2 separate regions of the Ovis aries genome follow, and region 1 is linked to region 2. A link is a contact called in public Hi-C data. All regions are on one chromosome and are shown on one strand. Each heading gives the region's core, a stretch centred on a gene start, on an enhancer-like site or on the middle of the called end of the contact. The rest is flanking DNA. Distances are from core to core; before and after follow the strand shown. Region 1 overlaps TTC22 (tetratricopeptide repeat domain 22). Region 2 overlaps MROH7 (maestro heat like repeat family member 7).

Region 1 (5,163 bases), core at 2,286-4,785, 95 kb after region 2:
TATGTGTATGGGGGCTTTGGCTGGGAATAGCGCTGTCTGGAAGGAAGAGTGGCAGGTCTAAGGACTAAGGGGCATCCATGAGAGCTCAGTGGAGAACACTGACCAAAGCAAAAAGCTGGGATGGGCTGCCGGATAACCTTAATGTGCTGTGCCTACAAAGGACCTGGGACATGGGAAGGGGACTCAGGTTCATAAGCCAGGCTGGCCAAGGACCTTGACACAAGGTCAGCACCTGTCCACATGAAAGACCAAAGCATGTGTGCTTCAGGCTCCCTGGCTGCCTGTGGGTATGATCCCATGACCTCTGGTTTCATGCCCACTTTGAGGTTGGCTAGGCCGAGTCATGGTGGGAAGACACAGAACCTGCTCCCCTTTTCAGGCTCCTGACAAGGAAACATGACCATAGAGACAGCCGTTGTACTAGACAAGGAGAGGGCTGCAGTGCCCAGAGCAGAGGCTCAGTGGCTAACAGGCCTGGCCACAAGAGGAGGGTGGCCCTGGGTGGATGTGTTACCCCTTAGAGGCTATATCCTTATCTGCAAAAGGGCACTGTGAGGCAGGGCCCAGTCTTCCACAAATATCCATCAATATCTGCCCCCTTTCTCCTGGTTTGGGTTAGAGACGTGCAGGGTTAGGAGTGTCTGGGAGGCTGCTTTGCCCTGTTTCAGTTCTAGTTGGGGCGTCGAGGTCTCAGGCTCTGGCACACTGAGTCATCCTGCCTTACCCCACTTTCTAACAGCCTTCCACCACCACCACTGTGCTCCTAGGGCTTCAGATGCCCCGTAGGGTCCACAGGTTCCCAAGGTTGAAGAGCAATGTGCTATTCTCAGGCTCTGCCTGGGTCATAGCCACCCTCTTGTTTGGTATTCAAGATACAAGAAATTAAGTGATGTGTCCAATCACACAGTACATGACAGAGTTGGGACATAAACTCATGCCTTCATAGTTCTAGCCCCAATGCTTGTCAACAGCACTCGGCTGTTTTAATCAATCCCGTTATTATATCCCTGAGACCACTGAGACCACAAAGGTGAAGCAGCTTGCTCAGGGTGACACACTGGTTACTATCAAGACTTGAAACCCAGTGGTTTCACCACTATTCTGATAGTCTTGAATAAGTTAAGCCTGGTTATCGTTTGCACTAAGTAAGCAATACTACCATCTAGTGGCAGAGTGCCTGAATTGCCGGGGCAACTCCTGAAAATTCTTCCCTTCTGCTGCTGCTGCTAAGTCGCTTCAGTCATGTCCGACACTGTGCGACCCCATAGACGGCAACCCACTAGGCTCCCCCGTCCCTGGGATTCTCCAGGCAAGAACACTGGAGTGGGTTGCCATTTCCCTCTTCCCTTCTACTTGAAGACTAAAACTGTGATTTTCAGAGAAGTAGCTAGCTGAGTGACATCTCTCTGATAAATTTCAAATGGAGCCCCTCCTCAGATCCCACTCAAGGTACCATTTGCAGGAGGGCTTATAGCGTTGCAAATTAGAAGTGGAGTTAATGGTATAAACAGGCCTGGCTTGAGCCTTCCCTATGCTTGGGTTCCAACCCTCCATCCCTAGTAGAGAGAGAGACCATTCACTCTGCTGTGCAATTCTGGTCCTAAAATAAGCTGTCTCTTTAAAAATCCTTCTGGTTGTAACTGAAGCAGCAGTTGAAGCTGTTACCAGGGGCAACCTGGCAAGCCATGGTGCGTTAAATTAAATTAAACAGGCCTCTGACTGCCCCCTCCCCTCCTGAAGAAGGGAGGGGGTGTTCTTCCTCTCTCCTGGAGAATGAAGTTGCTGTGAAACCTCTGATGGCTGCAAGGAATTCACTTCCAGAGTTGATGGCTCCCAGAGGCAATATATTTGGAGGCAGCCCCCTGGGAGGGGGCTGACAGGACCTCTGCCAGGAGAAGAATGTTGACTGAGGGCCGCCCAGGGTGAGCTGGGGCAGGACACCCCACCCTTTCTGTTGTTCATCCTCATCAGGACCCCATGAGCTGGGGGCTCCAGGGTCTATGAGGGGGTTTTGGCCAGTGGGAGAGTCTGCCCAGGCTTCAAGCTGGACGGGCTCAAGTTTGGTGGCTGCTCCGTGGCAGATCTGTGGGAGGGGACGCAGCAGGGCCCAGGCTCCAGCACTGCCCTTCAGTAGCTGGGCAGATCCTGGTACTAACTGAGGGTGAGAGTGAGGCACAGGCAAGGGTTCTCAGGACATTTCCCAGCTCCTCTGAGGCCCTCACCAATATTTCCCTCACTTTAGAGATGGGCTCACAGAGGCGGATTCTTCCGGTATTTCATGCCAAGTCTCCCTGTTCAAATTCATGTTGTTACCCCCAACACCTCGCTGCAACTCTGTGCGGTGCTTACCATTTACAAAGTGCACTCATTGCAGAAGCCACGTGATCCTCAGAAAGCCCTGTGTGGAATGTTAAGTGGGTCATCATCACCCCGTTGGGTGGGAACACTGAGGTGAGATGATGTCCTCAAAGACACACGACTAGTGTGACAGCCTGGACTGAAACCTGGAAATGCTGGGGTTTTTGCTATATGAATAAAAGTGCATTTTATTGAGCACTTACTATAAGTGCTTACTATAAATGAGGCACATAATTTACATGGGTTATCAAGAAGGTAAGGACTACAGTTATCCCGATTTTACAGAAGAGGCACCTGTGGCCCTAAGTGGCCCTGCTAGATGGTAGCAGAGCTGGGAACCCAGCAGCTTAGGTCCCCGCACCTAACTACCCCAGATGAGTGGTTCTCAAAGTGGAGTCTCATGACAGTAGCATCAGCATCCCCTGGGAACTTGATGGAAACACTACACGGGCCTCTCGCACTGTGGAGAGCCGAGTGAAAATGGCAGGCCAGTGCATCTCTTTTTAACAGAGCAAAGGATCAGCAGTTGTGATCTGCAGGGAAGCCTGAAGATCCACACTGCCACAGCTGGGTGGGTAATCGACAAAGGTGGGTGATCTGGCAGAACCTATAGTGAATATCAGGGTTAGGATGAGCCCCTACAGAGCAGGTGTGTGCTAACTTGGCAGATATAAGGATGGGTCTCAGATGGCTAGTTCATTTACTTCAAAAGGTGACCCCCAAAGAAGGAAATGTTGGGCTCAGCTGGTAAAGAATCCACCTGCAATGCGGGATTTTCCCAACCCTGGGTTCGATCCCTGGGTTGGGAAAATCCCCTGGAAAAGGGAAAGGCTACCCACTTCAGTATTCTGGCCTGGAGAATTCCATGGACTGTATAATCCATGGGGTTGCAGAGTCGGACACTACTGAGCGACTTTCACTTTAGCTATTTTAGGGGATTTCAGCAGAAGCTCTCTTGATATACCAGTGGCTTATTAACCTACATGTGTCTGCACAGGCTCTGTGTGTGTGCGTGTGTGCTCAGTTCTTTGTGACCCCGTTGATTCTGAAGGAAAATGCCTGCCTTGCAGTTCAAACTTTGCCCCTGAGGACTTTGTAATCTGTGTTTCAGTGTCAGTTCCTGAGAGCTGACTAATTCTCTTTCAGGGGAGGGGCAATGAGGAGGAGGAAGGAGAATGAATATTTCTCGACCGTCGACTGTCCACTGGCACTTCTGTGCACTGTGGCCCTGAGCCTGCACAGCAGACTGAGAAGGTGGGACACATCCTCCTCCTTTTACTGGTGAGGAGAGAGACCAAGAGAAGAGCTGCCCAGCCAGCCCCACAGACCAGGGGGAAAGGACCAGGATTCAAGTTCAGATCTGCCTCCCTCCAGCGCCCCTGTTCTTTCCACCTCATCACACCGACCCTGTGGAGGCTGATAATGCAGAAATAAAAGTTACCAGGTGGAAGGCCTCAGAAATAAGCTCTTCCTGCTCAACTGGAATGTCCTCAGTGATGACACAGAGCAAGCCTCTGGGCTCTGCACGTGGAGCCCCACCCCACCCCACCTGGCTCCTACAGGGGCCTGCTCCAGAAAGGCAGGGCAGGTGAGGTTCCTACTCACCCAGCTCCTGCCTCAGTGGGGGTAAACACTGATGGGATGGGAGTCACCCCCCACTGCCTCTGCCTCCCCCAGGGTTCCTGGAAAGCCCACTGGCCCAGCCTGGGCCTCAGTTTCCACATCTACAAGCGGGCATGACCCACTGGTCTTGCCTCTCACAAGTGTGTGGGTGAAAGTGGTCCAGCGTGACTGGGCAGAGGGGGCTGGGGGATGGGTGCTGAGCCACGGAGGTGAGTTACCTGTTCAGCCCTGACTGGGTTCCCTGCCATGGTCTTCATGGGTTTTAAGATCAGAGCAGATGGCCGGCAGCTCCCCATCGTCACCCCCTTTCTTTGTCCTAGACCCAGAGCCATTTCTCTAGTCCAGAGCCCCTCTTCTAGAGAAGGGCTTTTCTAGAGCCCCTTTTCTAGTCCCGGGTCCAAACCCAACTCTGGCACTGGGTGGATCTGACGAAGTCTCCTGCCCTCTGTGATAATAACAGTGATGCCTGCATTTTCTCAGCTCCTCCCATGGGTCTGGGCTGTGTGCGCCCTTAACATACTCTGTCTTTCCTCCTGTAAAAAAGGCAATTAGGTCAGAAGATGCTAAAGGCAGCTTTGGCTCTGGGGTCCTGTATCAATGAAGAGGGGAGAACCAGTTCTCCAGATTGCCAGAAATAGAGGGAATGAAGCCAGCAGCAAAGTCAGAAGGTGCTGTTACGGCACCGAGGCCATCAGAAGGCTGGGACCAGAGCCTCGGGAAAACTGTCCCTCAGCCAGGGCTTCATGTCGGAGAGACCTGAGTCCATTTCCAGCCAGCCACTTATGACTGTGTGCCCTTGAGCAAGTCGCTACACATCCTGGAGCCTCGGTTTGCTCATCTGTAGAATGGGGTTAATACCAGTTCTGATGCCCCAGCATTTCTAGGAGGTTCAAGTGAGATAATCTGTGAAAAGCACAGGCGTGCACAGTCTCTAGCTCATTGTCTAGTGTGAGTCATCCAGCTCCTTTTCTAGTGGAACCAAGTCAAATCACTCAGATTTGTGGAGCCATGAATGTATGTATACGTGTGTGTGTGTGTGCACGCGCGCGTGTGCCTGTGCATGTGTGTTTGCAAGCACCGTGGGAGGAGAAACCCTGCCTATGACCTCAAAAGTTGGAGATCAACTCTGAAGTCCTCAAAGCACCATTCCTGACGCTCCCCAAGCTGTGGTTTCCTCTCCCT
Region 2 (5,208 bases), core at 1,446-3,945:
CACCACCGCCGCCCCCTCACCCCGAGTTCCCTTGAGGTTTCTCACTTCTCTTGAGCTGATGCTGGGGGCTGGCAGCTGGGGAGGAACAGGCAGCTTGACTGCAGGTGGCAGGTGAAAAGACGGGTGTAAGGGCAGCCCCAGGGCTGGCCCCATGTGGCTCTCACCCTGTGGTTTTGCCCTCTACTGCCCCTGAGGTCGGGAGTGCCCTCAGCCTCCAGAAGAGCCAGAATGTGCTGGACAAGGAAGAAGAGAAGAAGACCCTGATAAAGAAGATGATGGTGCGCAAGCAGCTTGCGGGTCTGTGGCATCAGGGTGGGGAGGGGGCAGAAGTCCTGAGCCCACCCACTGATGAGGTGGGGTTGGGGTGGGGTGGGCAGAGGACATCAAGGCACAGATACTTGGGCCTGGGTCTCAGCTCCACCCTGAACTGCCCCCCACCTACCCTGAGGGAGCTTGGCCAAGTCACTTCCCTTCTCTAAGTCTCACTCTTAATATCTCACAGGTGACTGATAAAAAACCTGTGTCAGTGGAGGACACAACCCAAAGGTTATTTCACTGTAAAATCTTAGCTCCCCGGGAGCAGTCATTATGTTATTTCCCCACATAGTTCCTCTGGTAGGGGAACTTCCGAAGGAACTTTCTTTTTTTCTGCTAAATGCAGTCACTTCTCAGTTATCCACTGGAGTGTCTGGGCTGGGACAGCCACTGAAGTTTCCAGAATTATATCAATAGTTAGCTATAAAGAGAGAAAAAAAACCCATGCCTCTGATAGTTTCATTTAATTAACATTAACTGAGCACCTACTGGGTGTTGGTGCTAGATCAAAAGTGAAAACTAACTGGAAGGACATTTTAAAGGAACTCAACTGGACCACTTTCAAGGGTCAGGTATAGTGTTTGGGGGCTGCTCCGTGGTTTAGACTTTCCTACCTCAGGGTTGCTGAAACAGTTCTTGCTGAGCCCTGCATGTGTGCAGCGTGTCAGGCCCGTTTTGCAGACCTTGAACTGTGGCCTCTGGACCGGGTTAGAGCAGTCAGCTGGCTCCCTCCACTGGAGGCCAGGCAGGGAGTGAGCCGGCCCAGGCTGAAGAGTGGCCCCATTCCCTGAGGAGTGGCTGCGGCATTGGTGGTCTGTGGTGGCCTGCCCCCTCATTGACACCTCCGTGTCCCCCATCCAGAAGTGGATCCAGGAGGAGCCGCTGGATTCTCTCACGAGTTCCGTCCGCCAGCAGGCCATGGAGACCCTGACCCGGCTGAGGTGACCTCGGCCCCTTTCCCAACCCTCAGCCCCTTTCCCAACCCTCAGGCTCTGCCTGTATCTTCAGAGGCCTCTCTGCTGTGCGTGGCCCTTTCCTAGTCCCAGGGCTTTCGCCTTCCCCTTGCCCAGGCCCTGCCGGGGCTATCTGACTTGTACCCCACCACCCTCCTCCTCCTCCTCACCTCATTTTGCCCTTCTGTGGATCTGGATCTCAGCCCTTGTCCCAGCCCTGCACCTTTCACTTCCAGCCTCCAGCCTCAGGTGCCCCCTCACTCCATGCCCTCACTTTCTGTCTCTTCCCCAGTCATTCCCAGCCTGTCCTGGGTTTGCATGAACGGTCGGAGCTGGTGAACACGTGCGTGAAGAGTGTGTTCTCCCTGCCCACCGTGCAGGCCATGCAGGAGAAAGACCAGGCCAAGGCAGATGCCTTACAGGTGAGGCAGGGCCCTCCCAAGCAGGGCCTTGGGGCTGACTGGTGTCCTCAGAGGGAGGCACGTCCCTGGACTCCCAGCAGGAGAGGAAGGGCATTATGAGAGGTAGATTGGAATCTTCAACCTCCTACTTAAGTGGCTTGGGCAATTCACCTCCCCTCTCCTGGCCCGAGCAAGCACTTGATAAATATTTGGTGAATGAGTGAGTCTGTGGAATAAAGGATCCCTCATCTGAAGCATTGCCCACGTTGGGCTCTGCCCCATGAGAAGGATGTGGGCAGATGTTGGCATGGCTCAGGAAGTGGCCAGGATCAGGAAGAAAAGGCCTGAGGATTGGGCAAGTTTGTGTTGAGGCCTGGAAGTAGAACCTCAAGGGGCTCTCATGAGCACCTTCAACCCCCTGCAGGATGGCCCCTGGAAGAGTGATCAGAGGAGACCCTGCATGTGGAATGGGGTCAGTGGGGGAGGTTAGGGAGAGATATTTCAGCTCTGAGTGAGCCACAGGCTTACATCCTTTTATCCAGCAAGTTTTAACTGATACCTGATCCAGAAGTACAGGGCTGAGATACTGTAGGGCTGAGGGGCAGATTATCAAAGTATCATACAAATAAATGCAGAATTACAACAGTACTCGGTGCAAGCAAGAAGTACATGATACTATTGAGAGTCTGAAACGGAGGGAACCTGACCGTGTTGGGGTTCTGAGGTCGTGATGCTAGAGGCGAGAGGTTTAGAAGAGTTAACTAGCTGAAGAGGGTGGCCGAAGGAGAGCGAGAGGCCGAGGGAACGGCCTGTGCAGCAGCCTGAGGGCGGAGAGAACGTGATGACTGCAAGGATGATAAGAAGGCAGAGTGGCTGGAGTCCAGAGGCTGAGGTGAGAGCAGCTGGAGCCAGACCAGCCGCAGCGTGATGGCTCTGAGTCTTGGAGGTGGAGCACTTGAGAGGAGACCCAAAGGGGAGGCAGGGATGGGTAGGAAGAGAGCCTGCAGCCTTCTTGTAGTACCAGGAAAGGCCAGCAGAGGTCAGTGCTGCACAGTGATGGACTGCAGACGGGCAGGTAGGAGGAGGGAGTTGGTGAACAAGGCTTCCTTGGTGGTTGTGGTGTAAGCCTGGTGTGCTCAGACTCAGGAAGCCTGGACGAAGACGACCTGGAAGGAAGATGTGGAGATGATGGGAAGAAGAGAGGCAGGGAGAGAGGGCCTCAAAGACACCCCTTAGCCTTGTGTAGGTGTCATGCCTGCACCCTCCTAAGGCAATTTCAGGACTGTGGTGTGACTGGGGAAGGAACAAACAACTGGGGAGGAGAGAGCTGACTCCTGGAAGGGGTAACTTAGAAAATCTATTTGGATCTAGGAGTGGTGATTTTAAAAGGAATCAGAATACTTCCTCGGAGACAATAACACAAGTAGGGCTGGTTGTCCATTGATCTAGCCCTCACGGTTCTTGAGCATTTTCCCACCCGTCTTCTTATGCTCCTCATGAATTGAAACTTCGGTTCCGTGACCTTGGACAAGCGTCTCTTCCTGGGACTTCCCTGGTGGTCCGGTGGCTAAGACTCTGAGTTCCCAGTGCAGAGGGCTGGGGTTCAATCCCTGGCAGGGGAACTAGATCCCACATGCTTCAACTAAAGAACTAAAGATCCCGCATGCCACAGCTAAGACCAGGCACAGTCAAATAAGTAAATAGTTTTTAAAGAACATCTCCTCATTTGCACAGTGAGAAAAACACTTTGAGGACAGAGTGATAGAGTTGTGCCAATTACGAGGCAATCCCCTAGCCCGTGGTAGATTCTCTGTAATTCTTCTTGCCCTTGTAAGCTAAGGAGTTCACGGATAATAATTACCAGTTTCTCCATAAAGAACCTGTAACCCATGGAGGGCAAGCCAGTTGCCCCATATCGCACATCAAGGTTAGTCTCACATGGTGGGACTAGAAAGCAGCACTCCTGGGCTTGAGTACCCCTTCCTCCCCTGACCCGCATCAGGGGTTGCCTGGGGTTGGGGTCTGCCCCAGAGGCTCCCTAGTGACTTGGTCCTCTCCGTGTTCACAGATACTTTACTGTCAGACCTTGAATGCCCTGCAGACACTTCTCAATGCCCTCTTTGTTGAGGACCCCACTCCTGCTGGGCTGAAGAGCATCTTGGAGGTATGGAGGCAGGGAGGAGAAGGGTGGAGGAGGATGGGGAATTGATCAGGAGAACTGGGGCTGGGGGTCTGGACCCAGAAAGAGTGATTTGACTTCAGGATGTAATCTTGTGCCAGATTTCTGCTTCCCTGCCCGCCTCACAGGTCGTGTCCCAAACTCCTTCTCCCTCTCCCCCGTACTCCTGCGACTCCTGTGATAACTGCTCCCATATCCTTGCTTTCTAAATTCTTGTCCTTATGCCTCTCGCCTATCTTCAAGACTCTCCACCTTTCGTCTCTCTCCCATTGACCTTTGCCCTCCTCTGGTCTTCCATTCTGTCCTCAGCTTCTGGACCCCATGAGTCCCTATGCTCTAAGAAGAGGAGGAGGGCTGCGGTGGGTTGCTTTGATGCTCTCCCTCAGAAGCTTCCTGATAATTGGTGAAGGCTGTTCTGCCCATCCAGGGGGCAGAGGCTAGCATCCGGCTCGTAGCTCTGAGTTGTACCCTTTTCCCCACAGCCCCTGGGGCCCTGGATGAACTCTGGGAAGGCCCATGAGAGAGCACGGGCTGTGAAAATCAGTGTCTCTGTGTTGAACCACGCGCTTCTGACCCCGCCTTTCCTTGTGAGTGGCTCTGGGAGGGAGGAGGGGAGGACTGCTAGGGAGAATGTTCTCAGCTCTGAGGGAGCCCATGCATCCGCCCCGAGATTCCTAGGTGGGCCTCACTCCTCAGAGGATTCAGCTCTCCGGGCCAGGCCATCTAGCTCTGTTCACCATTTACTGTATAGCATTATTGAACCTATAAGTCTCAGTCCCTAAGATCATGACACAAACAGATGTCCTCGGGATTCCCGGCACTGGGGCTTCTTCTGGGGAGGCTCATCATTCGCATCGGGGATCCTGATGAGGAGATCGGCCGTGAAGCTCTGGACGGCATCACCATCCTCTATACCATCTTGGAGCTTCAAAAACGTAAGCCCTTTGGCGTGCCTCTAACACAAGGCTTTTGAGCCAGGTACTCAGCCTCAGAATTGAGTGGACCCTTGGCAACAAGGCACTGGTGGGAGATGGAAGAGACCAACGCAAAGTTCAGAGAGGTCTGGAAATCAGTGTGAAGTTTAGTCCCCACAGAACTAGGAGACAGAGGTGACAAACACATTTTGGTTTAAGCAATGCTTCTATATAAGCCTCTTCTGTTCCTTCCTAGTTTAACTTGTGATTCTCATGTTCACATTCCCATGCCACCGTGTGCAGCCAGGAACAACAGCCCCAGTGCCCTGGTGTTTGGTCTGTCTTCCCTGTTAGTTTATAGTTCATTTGAGTCTATGTCTCTTCCCCATGGTGTGCCCAAGATCTCGCCCTGGGCCTGGCACATGGTGGGTGCTCAGTGAACATGT

Evidence for each region. Hi-C and Micro-C count contacts between places; a contact is called where the count stands out from the background.
Region 1: a Hi-C map of hypothalamus shows a contact between it and region 2, with 2.7 times the contacts expected there. The contact joins two enhancer-like sites. A contact is called at or near these places in 12 of 16 Hi-C or Micro-C datasets (blood, hypothalamus, liver and 6 more).

Annotation. Positions count from the first base shown.
Region 1 is chr1:29,216,101-29,221,263 of ARS-UI_Ramb_v3.0, forward strand. All of the region lies in intron 1 of TTC22 (tetratricopeptide repeat domain 22), which reads right to left. It overlaps LOC121819396 (a long non-coding RNA gene), which reads left to right. Exons shown (of 3, transcript XR_009596688.1): 3 at 3,505-3,819. Among named protein-coding and RNA genes, the nearest start is that of TTC22, 11 kb to the right of the region's middle. Within about 2 kb of position 3,536, at least 6 of the 54 cell types and tissues checked have an H3K27ac peak or open chromatin away from gene starts, as enhancers often do.
Region 2 is chr1:29,121,631-29,126,838 of ARS-UI_Ramb_v3.0, forward strand. It overlaps MROH7 (maestro heat like repeat family member 7), which reads left to right. Exons shown (of 24, transcript XM_027970584.3): 5 at 195-278; 6 at 1,177-1,256; 7 at 1,561-1,690; 8 at 3,738-3,833; 9 at 4,331-4,435; 10 at 4,648-4,783. Among named protein-coding and RNA genes, the nearest start is that of TTC4, 32 kb to the right of the region's middle. Within about 2 kb of position 2,696, at least 4 of the 54 cell types and tissues checked have an H3K27ac peak or open chromatin away from gene starts, as enhancers often do.